2 separate regions of the Triticum aestivum genome follow, and region 1 is linked to region 2. Evidence: chromatin contacts called from public Hi-C data. All regions are on one chromosome and are shown on one strand. Each heading gives the region's core, a stretch centred on a gene start, on an enhancer-like site or on the middle of the called end of the contact. The rest is flanking DNA. Distances are from core to core; before and after follow the strand shown.

Region 1 (4,917 bases), core at 1,006-3,505, 230 kb after region 2:
GGGAGATGGCCCATGACCCCTGGGGGCATAGGTTTAGTCCGGCGTGCTGGCCTCTCTATTAAGCCTAGGTCGGGTTGCGGCGTATTGTTTGGCTGAGGCCGGGCATGACCCAGGAAAGTGTGTCCGGCCGGAGTTAATCAAGCGTGGTGGGTAAGTTGGTGCACCCCTGTAGGGAATAAAACATCTATCGATAGCCTGTCCTACGGTAACGGACACTCGGAGTTGTATCCCGATCGATACAACTAGAACTGGATACTTGTGATGACAATTGGATGATGATGAGAATTGGATTGTGATGATAAATGGATAGTATGGCTCTGGGATTGCTTTCTTGCAGGGAGTCGAGAAAGGATCTCTGGCCGAGGTTGATAACACTACTACTACTTAACTTTATGCTACTCTACTCCCTCCTGTTTGCTGGAAGATGGTGGTTTCCAGAAGATGCTAGTCTTCGATAGGACTAGGCCTTCTCTCTATTCTGGCATTTATGCAGCCCAGTCCACCTATATAGCCTTCCTTTGATAATGTTGCATATGTAGTGTAGATCCTTGCTTGCGAGTACTTTGGATGAGTACTCACGGTTGCTTTGCTCCCTCTTTTCCCCCTTTTCCATTCTTCTTGGACGACACAACCAGATGGTGGAGTCCAGGAGCCAGATGCCACCTTTGACGACTGCTACTACCCCGAGGGTGCCTACTACCACGTGACGGACGCCGACGACCAGGAGTAGTTAGGAGGCTCCCAGGCAGGAGGCCATGTCTTTTCGATCGTAGATGCTTTTGTGCTAGCCTTCTTAAGGCACTTGTCTAACTTATGTCTGTACTCAGATATTGTTGCTTCCGCTGACTCGTTTGTATTCAAGCTAATGTATTCGAGCCCTCGAGGCCCCTGGCTTGTAATATAAAGCTTGTATTATTTTAATTTGTGTCTAAAGTTGTGTTGTGATATCTTTCTGTGAGTCCTTGATCTTGATCATACACATTTGCGTGTATGATTAGTGTACGATTGAATCGAGGGCGTCACAGTTGCTAAAGTATTTAATTCACTTAGCACCTCATGTAAGCACCTTTGCATTGGGAGAGGTCTAAATACCCTCTCTCAGAGCACTTTTCTCCCATTTTCGTCGTTACCCTTTGCTTTGTATCGGCACTCTCCTAGCCCGACATTGTTATTGTATCACTCGGGCCTTTGTTCAGGGGCTATGTCGTATGCATTGTAGTCGGAAGCCCCCATTCTCGTATGCGCGAGTGTGCTGCTTCCCCCTCTTGCGCAATACGTAGAGAGACCCAGCCGGTTAGCCTCTGCGAGTTGAGACCAGCCGGTTATTGCAAGGAGCCCCGCACGTGATACTAGAGTTGACTCAGCACTAGCCACTAGCCAGTTGCTTGAGGAGGCCTCTCGATGTGCACATTAGTCTAGCCCCAACCGATTTCCTATATCGATGTACAATCCCCGTTGATGCGCTTGCACATACACACCACACCTGTAGGAAAAAGTCTAGTAGCGGGTTTGAGAAACATCTTTACCCACGCGGAGTCGAGACGCTAGTAGTATGATGCCTGTGGTAAAGAGCACTAGTGGTGTCCACGTCCAACACTGTCACATCCCAGATTTTTCACAAATCTGGAAGGTTCACAAACTTTCACAGGGAATTAAAATTCTTCAAGAATTGGTTGACATTGATTGGTAGATAACGAGAGTTGCTTGAAAGATTGATTGAGTGACTATGTTGGTTGCTTGGAAAGGGTGAACACCAAATGCAACCAGTCAAAACCTAGTGGGCACTTTGTTGAAACCTAAAAACAACAAAAACAGAAAGTTAAAATAAAACCCTAAAGGGGTTACACATAAAATATTACCAAAAATAAATAAGTGAAACAAAATTCAAAATGAAATGAAAATTGGTCAGGAGAATAACAAGTTGAAGAAAAACATAAGCAAACTATTTTGGAAAATAAAATAATCAAAAAGAATATTTAAAACAAGCTGGAAAACAAGGTGCAAAAAATGTATGCCGAAAGGACCCAAACAAAAAGTTGAGACAAACAAGAGAATCCCAATTTGAATTTAGAAAATATTTACTGCTGGCAGAAAAATCAATTTTGAATTCAAATAGAAATAACAGAAAGAAACAGAAAAATAGAAAAAAAATGACTGGGCCGGCCAGCCAGGCAAGCCGGCCTAGCTGACGCATGGCCTTCCGCAGCCCAGCCGCGCGCAGCCCTATGCCCTCTCTGTCGCTGAGGCACGGACTCCACCTCAGGCTGTAAGTGGGACGCTAAGCGGGATGCCAGCGCACGCCCCACAATTGCCGCATATGTTAGGTGGGATACCCGTCAAAGCCCGCACAATCTTAAGTGGGTATATGGGTTTAGTGGGATAGCCCACATCTACGCGACGCGATGTGACAATAGAGCAGAGGTTGTACGGAGTCCTCCTCGTCGGCGCCTTCAGCGCCCGTAAGGAGTTTCGGCGCCTATGTCGTTTCTTCTTGGACTGGTATTGTTGGAAGCCCACTCGTTCCTTCTAAACTCTTTTGCTGTTTCGTTCTAACTGGTTCGCTAGGTTGTCACATCGTTGGAAGCCTGTTGCCAGTTGTTCTGGCTGTTTGTCGCTGAATCACTCTGATTGTTATATGGATTTCGCTCGTGGTAAAAAACAGGAAGACGGGTGTTTTTCGACTGTTTCTTATTTGTTTGTTGAAGAACAATAACAAAATTGTGTTTTCTCTCTCATTTTTTTCTGTATGAATTATTGCTTTAATGTTTGAATAATATTTTAGAAAATAATATGCGTTTAATTCAAAGTAAAGAAAAATTCAAAATGAGTAGTACATTCTCCAGAAATTATCAGCTTTCATGGATAAGTAAAAAAGAAAACTTAATCTTCGAACACATAGTTGCTATGTCTTATATTACATAGCATTGGGATTGATGCTTGAGCAAGCGAGTTGACATGATGTTCCTGTTGAACTAAAATGATGAACCATTTTTGTTTGACAGGAACTAAGTTTCCATATTCAGAACTTACTTCGCAAAAAAATTATTGCGACCTTCATATTTGGCAGATGGAAAAAATGAATTACTTAAAGAGCCGGAATCCCTGGGAATTGATGATTGAAAAAAGTTCATCGAAATATAATAAAAGTTCATCAAATTTGAGAAAAGTTCATCATAATTCAAAAAAGTTCACCGAATCTGGAAAATAGTTCATTGATTTTTTGACAAAAGTTCATCGAATTTGAAAAAAAGTTCATCGAATTTGAAAAAAATTCATTGACTTAAAAATGAGTTCATCAAATTTGAAAAAAAATTCATCGCGTTTGCAAAAAAGTTCAATGAATTAGAAAAAAGTTCATCCAATTTGAAGAAAAGTTCACTACATTTGAAAAAAGTTCATCGAACTTGAAAAATAGTTCATCAAATTTTGGAAAAATTCATCGAAGTTGAAAAAAACTTCATGAAATCCGGTGAACATTACGAATTAGAAAAAGTAAAAAAATAAAAGGGAAAAAGAAAGGAAGAAAGAAAAATGAAAAGGAAAAGAAGGAACAAAAGAGGTAAGAAAATATACTTGATCACAAAACGTTGAGTGCCGGGGTGGTTATCACGTGGCACGCTGAAACCGCTACTGCGTGGGTTCGAGTCCTCCCAGGTACTTCTTTTTTCGCCGAATAGGAACCAGCGGTTGTACGGGGAGAGCTCCTGTCTGACGCTCGTTAGCGTCAGGCAGAGTAGCTTTCGCATAAGGTAGATACAGATGGGCCGGCCCATTTGAAGGTCAGTAGCTCAAGCGCGTAAAAAAAACACCAAAAGTACCCTTCGCCAGCGAGAGATCGAACACGCGACGTCCCGCTCGGGAATTTTACAACCTAACCAGTCGAGCACTGGTTTGCAAGCAGCGCAAGAGCTTAAAGTACACGATAACTTTTGAAAATTTACGAACAATTCAAGAAACTCGAAAACAAAAAATTGAAAATTCTAAACAAAATTTGACAAACCTGAAACCCTTTTTCAAACCATGAACAATTTTTTAAATTTGAACAAACTTTTCAAACGTGAATAATTATTAAAAAGTTGAACAAAATTTTTGAAAGTCCAAAAAGGTGAAAACATTTTTAAATATACGTTGAACATATTTGTATTATATGTTGAACAATTTTAAATACATACTAAACATTTTTGTGATATACACCGAACAAAATTTTAAAAATACATTGAACATTTCTGTAATGTACATTGAACAAATTTTGAATTGTGAACAAAATTTTAAAAACATATTTTTTTTATGAAATCATGAAGAAAATACGAAGTTTTAAACTTTTTTGAAACAAAGGGCGAAAATAAAAACGAAAAAGGATAAAAATAAGAAGAGGAGTAAAAAATAAAAGAAACAGAATAAATAAACTGAAGAAGAAAAGAATAAAGAAACAGGAAGAACAGAAAACCGGCAAAAGAAAAAAAAACGGTTTAGGGAACCTTCTATAAGGTTCCCAAAACCGGTTTGCCTGGGACTACATTAACTAGCGAAGTGGGCCGGCCCATCGCGCAGCTACTCCCGCGCTTCAGCGAAGCCACGTCTCCTCCACGCACGCGAGCGTCAAATAGGAACCACCCTGTACGGGGACGGAGCCTGGGAGTACGTGCAATTGAAACGCCATTGGCCAGTATTCGCAAAAAAAATCGCCATTGGCGTGGTGCGTAACAACTGCAGCTAGCTACTGCAGCTAGCTACGCGCAACTGAAGGAACGTACGTTGTGGCAGCGGCTAGCTACGTGTCCCTCCACCTGCAGCAAGCAAGTCTGAACCAATTCATGGCGCTGCAGCTCAGTCTTTAACCAGTTCCTTCAATCCCCCACATGCAGAGACTGAATTTATTCAACTCTTCAGGGCCAGCCAATCTGGGGGCATTGATGT
Region 2 (5,136 bases), core at 609-3,108:
GAACGAGTTCTCAGAACTAACAAGGTGCGCAGCTTCTTCGGTAGCATGTTGATGGCAGCATTGATGTCTTCTGTGCCATCCGTAGTGACCGAGATATGGCGCACTGTTGAGGGGATAAAACGGGTCACGCCAGGCTCAAATTGAAAGCAATCATTGGTTGAAACTGACACTGCAAGATCATGGATCAGGTCGTGCATGATACAGTGTGTGCGAGGACCCTGCCTAAGAGTTTGGAAGAATGACCGAGATAGGAGAGCATTGAAGTAATCTGTGCCCAGATCCTCCATCCTTTTACCAGTGTCGGTTTGGGACTGTATAAAACCATTGGCCATCCAAAGGCGGATCATGGTTCTTTGGTCAAACTTCCAGTTCCTGGGAAATATGCTGCAGAATGCAAAGCATTGCTTGAGTCGTCCTGGCAGGTAACTGTAGCTCAAGCGCAGCGAGGAGAGAGTGGCATCTCCGGAAAATTGTTTTTCCGAGATAATACGCCAGTACTTTGTGCTCTTTGTAGCTCCAAGCAGTCCTGCCAGCACCTTGACAGCCAAAGGCAATCCGTCGACTTTAGCAACAATCGTCCTCCCAATCTGCTCCAGTTCATCACTGGAATCATGTGTGCTCCAGCCCCCAAAAGCATATCGGTGGAACAAGGACCAACAATCTTCGATGCCCAGTGGATTCAGGTGGTAGGTGTGAGATGCACCGAGCATGTCAGCAACCTTTGGTGTTCTGGTGGTCACAATAATTCTGCTCCCACTTTGGGCAGATTTAAGAGGAATGAGGAGTTCCTGCCATGTATCTTGGGGCACATCCCACACATCATCGAGAACAAGCAGAAATCTCTTGGATGCCAGAAGTTGAGTGAGTTGCGACTGAAGAGCTCCGAAGGTGGCATCTTTGTCGATGGATCCACGGTAGGCTGGGCTGGCGGAACGCAGTATCTGAGCTGCTAGTTCCAGTCTGTCAGGCTTGGCGGAGACATGTGCCCATGCTGTGAGATCAAAGTGGCGCTGTACTCCGATGTGGTCGTAGACCGACTGGGCGAGCGTGGTCTTGCCCAGACCGCCGAAGCCAACAATGGAGATGACCTTGAGGGTAGGATGGTGGGATGAGAGCGGCTCTGTCAGCATCTGCACAATGTCATTGAGCTCCCTGGTGCGGCCAAACAGCTTGTGGTCCTGGGGCGGCGCATCGGAGATGGCAAGCGGCAGACTGGAGCCTTGGACTTGGTTGAGCAGAGAGGTCAGAGTGGCTGCGACGGAATCCAGGTCCTTGAGGAACCACCGGGAGCGGGACGCCCCATCGCTGCTGCTGCTGCTGCTGCTAAGGAATCGCCTGCCCAGCCTGAGGGCAGAAGCGAGGGGATTGCTGACCTTTGGATTTGTATTTGCAGAGGCTTCGAGGTGGAAGGCGAGCATGTGGTACTCCATCTCGTCAAGCAGGTCGTCGATGCCGTAGAAGGACTCCGCCGCCGCCGCCGGGGAGCTCCCCCCGTCGTCGACGGCCCCGAGCAGGTCGCGGACCTGCTCCAGCTGGGTCGCCACCTCCCGCAGCTTGCCGCCCCCGGAGCCGGCGACCATGAGGCGCTTGGCCTGCTTCTCGCCCAGGGAGCGGAACTGCTCCGCCGCGCGCGCCATGGCCCGGAAAGCCTCCTCCAGCAGCAGATCCATGGAGAGGAGGGCGGCCGGCTTCGGCGGATCGAGCGACGGGAACACCAGGGACATCGGCATCGGCGGATCCATCGACTGAAGTCGTCAATGGCGCGGTGCTGGGCTGGGAGGAGGGAGGAGGGAATGGATGCAGCGGCAGTGTGAACGCGCGTATGGCGCGGTGTGAACGCCACAAATGCCACCATCACCATACTTTGTGAATGATGAATGATAAAGCCAGGGCCGATGTTGACCTGCCGCACAAAGCTCACTCGTGTGTTCACCCATCAATTCTTCCCCACGTCGCACGCACACCGGCACCCACTTTGAAAAACATTATTAGCAAACCTAAAAAGTTCTTCAACAAATTTTTAACACGGTACGTGCGCATACACTCACCCCACACACGCACATCATACCCCGTAATCATCCCCGAGAGACTGAGCTAGCATATCATTTTAAGATTTACGCAGTTGTAATAGGCGTCTCATAGTCGATGAGAACATCTCCTCTCATTGAACGCACATCGCCGGAAATACTGGAATAAACCCAGAAAATACGAGCACCAGGAGTTGAACCCCGATGGGCTAGGAATATCACTGCCATCTTAAGTCCTAGGAGCATCTCCAGCCGTTGAGCCCAACAGGAGGCATTTTTTCGCCGCTTGGGGGGCTGTCGGCGTAAAATTTAACCCGGGGATTGGATAATATCCACTCGTTGCCCCTCCCCGCCCCCCCACCGCCCAAGCGTGTGTGCTAGCGCTCATGCTCGCCACCGCCGACCGACCGCGGCGCCGCGAGCTCGAGGCCCGCTCCTCCTCCTGCTGGCGCTCATCCCCTTCCCCCCTCCCCGTCCGCCCCAGCGTGCTGCCCCGCCACTGTCTCCGTGCCCCTGCACTCCGTCTTCGGCCGCCGCGCTTCGTCAGATAGGCAGACGGCAGCACCAAGCTCCACCGGCGGCGGCTGCTCCGCTCGTCTCCGGACCTCCTGCGCGCCGGCTGCTCCATGTCCGGCTTCGCCCGTCGCTCGAGGCCTGCTCTGCGTGGGCAGAGGAGCACACGCGCGCTCGCCCTCCGAGTGTCGCGGTCGCCGTGGCTCCGAAATATCCGCGGCCACCCTCCTCCCCGAGCTGCACCATGGCGTGCATGTGGACCGCCGCCCTCGTCCTCGTCCTTCCGAGCACCAGGATGGGCCGGACCGCCCCGCAGCTCGCTGTCATCATCGTTCCCCGACAGCATTCCTCTGCTTCACCATCTCCCTCAAAGCAACGTCCGCCGTTATTCCCGTCCGCCCCGGTGAGACAGCCCACGTGCGCCGCTGCCCCTGGCCGTGACCTACCCGCCGCTGCCTACCGGCCACCCCACCCGCGCTTAGCCGCGCCCCTGCCTTGCGTGGCTACGCCCGGCCGCGACCCACGCCGTCCTTGCGCGTGCCCCACCGCATGGTGTGCTCGAACCTTCCCATCTCCGCGGCTGCACCACCGCGTGGTGCTCTTCGGCTTTGTCTGCACGACGGCACGGCGACGAGTAGGCGGCGAGCGGGGAGGTAGGTGCTCCGCCCGTCCACGAGCTCGGCCCCAGCCACGCTTCGCCCGACCGCGAGCTCGTCCATGGCCACGCTCCGCCTGGCCGCGAACTCGTCGGCCATGCTCCGCCCTGCCCGGCCTCGGAGTTGCTCGCCCGGAGTCTATCGCCCTCGCCCCGTCCACGAGCTCCGCCCCGCTGGTGGAGAAGGCGTAGTGATGTCTACGACACAACCTTCTTATTGTAGACATTGTTGGGCCCTCCAAGTGTAGAGGTTTGTAGGACAGTAGCAAATTTCCCTCAAGTGGATGACCTAAGGTTTATCAATCCGTGGGAGGCGTAGGATGAAGATGGTCTCTCTCAAACAACCCCGCAACCAAATAACAAAGAGTCTCTTGTGTCCCCAACACACCCAATACAATGGCAAATTGTATAGGTGCACTAGTTCGGCGAAGAGATGGTGATACAAGTGCAATATGGATAGTAGATAAAGGTATTTCTAATCTGAAATTATAAAAACAGCAAGGTAACAAGTAATAAAAGTGAGTGTAAAGGGTATTGCAATGGTAGGAAACAAGGCCTAAGGTTCATACTTTCACTAGTGCAAGTTCTATCAACAATAATAACATAACTGGATCATATAACTATCCCTCAACATGCAACAAAGAGTCACTCCAAAGTCACTAGTAGCGGAGAGCAAACAAAGAGATTATGGTAGGGTACGAAACCACCTCAAAGTTATCCTTTTTGATCTATCTATTCAAGAGTCTGTAGTAAAATAACATGAAGCTATTCTTTCCGTTCAATCTATCATAGAGTTCATACTAGAATAACACCTTAAGACACAAGTCAATCAAAACCCTAATGTCACCTAGATACTCCATTGTCACCTCAAGTATCCATGGGCATGATTATACGATATGCATCACACAATCTCAGATTCATCTATTCAACCAACACAAAGTACTTCAAAGAGTGCCCCAAAGTTTCTACCGGAGAGTCAAGACGAAAACGTGTGCCAACCCCTATGCATAAGTTCACAAGGTCACTGAACCCACAAGTTGATCACCAAAACATTCATCAAGTAGATCACGTGAATATGCATTGTCACCACAGATAAGCACGGCAAGACATACATCAAGTGTTCTCAAATCCTTAAAGACTCAATCTGATAAGATAACTTCAAAGGGAAAACTCAATCCATTACAAGAGAGTATAGGGGGAGAAACATCATAAGATCAAACTTTAATAGCAAAGCTCGCGATACATCAAGATCGTGCCAAATCAAGAACACGAGAGAGAGATATCAAACACATAGCTACTGGTACATACTCTCAGCCCCGAGGGTGAACTACTCCCTCCTCGTCATGGAGAGCGCCGGGATGATGAAGATGGCCACCGGTGAGGGATCCACCCTCCGGCAGGGTGCCGGAACAGGGTCCCGGTTGGTTTTTGGTGGCTACAGAGGCTTGCGGCGGCGGAACTCCCGATCTATGTTATTTTCTGGAGGTTTCAGTATTTATAGGAATTTTTGGCGTAGTTCTCGCGTTAGGGGGGGGGGGTTCCGGGCTATCCACGAGGCAGGGGGGCGCGCCCTATGGGGTGGGCATGGCCCCCACCCTCATGGGCAGCCCAGGACTCTTCTGGCTCAACTCTTGCACTCCAGGGGCTTCTTTTGGTCCATAAAAATTCGTCAAAAATTGGCACGTCAATTGGATTCCGTTTGGTGTTCCTTTTCTGTGAAACTAAAAAACAAGGAAAAAACAGAAACTGGCACTGGGCTCTAGGTTAATAGGTTAGTCCCAAAAATCATATAAAATAGCATATAAATGCATATAAAACATCCTAGATGGATAATATAATAGTATGAATACTTCATAAATTATAGATACGTTGGAGACGTATCAGCATCCCCAAGCTTAATTCCTGCTCGTCCTCGAGTAGGTAAATGATAAAAGAAATAAT

Evidence for each region. A called contact is a pair of places that touch in the nucleus more often than the background predicts.
Region 1: a Hi-C map of leaf shows a contact between it and region 2, with 4 times the contacts expected there. The contact joins the enhancer-like site here to the promoter of LOC123043211 in region 2. A contact is called at or near these places in 1 of 5 Hi-C or Micro-C datasets (leaf) and 1 of 1 datasets of contacts at active chromatin or transcription factors (leaf).

The regions. Positions count from the first base shown.
Region 1 is chr2B:25,067,041-25,071,957 of IWGSC CS RefSeq v2.1, forward strand. No RefSeq gene overlaps it. Among protein-coding and RNA genes, the nearest start is that of LOC123040083, 67 kb to the right of the region's middle. Within about 2 kb of position 2,256, at least 3 of the 8 cell types and tissues checked have an H3K27ac peak or open chromatin away from gene starts, as enhancers often do. A contact at or near this core is called in leaf, where this site is marked.
Region 2 is chr2B:24,840,481-24,845,616 of IWGSC CS RefSeq v2.1, forward strand. LOC123043211 (putative disease resistance protein RGA3) reads right to left here and starts at 1,859. Exons shown (of 1, transcript XM_044465587.1): 1 at 1-1,859. The coding sequence starts at 1,742.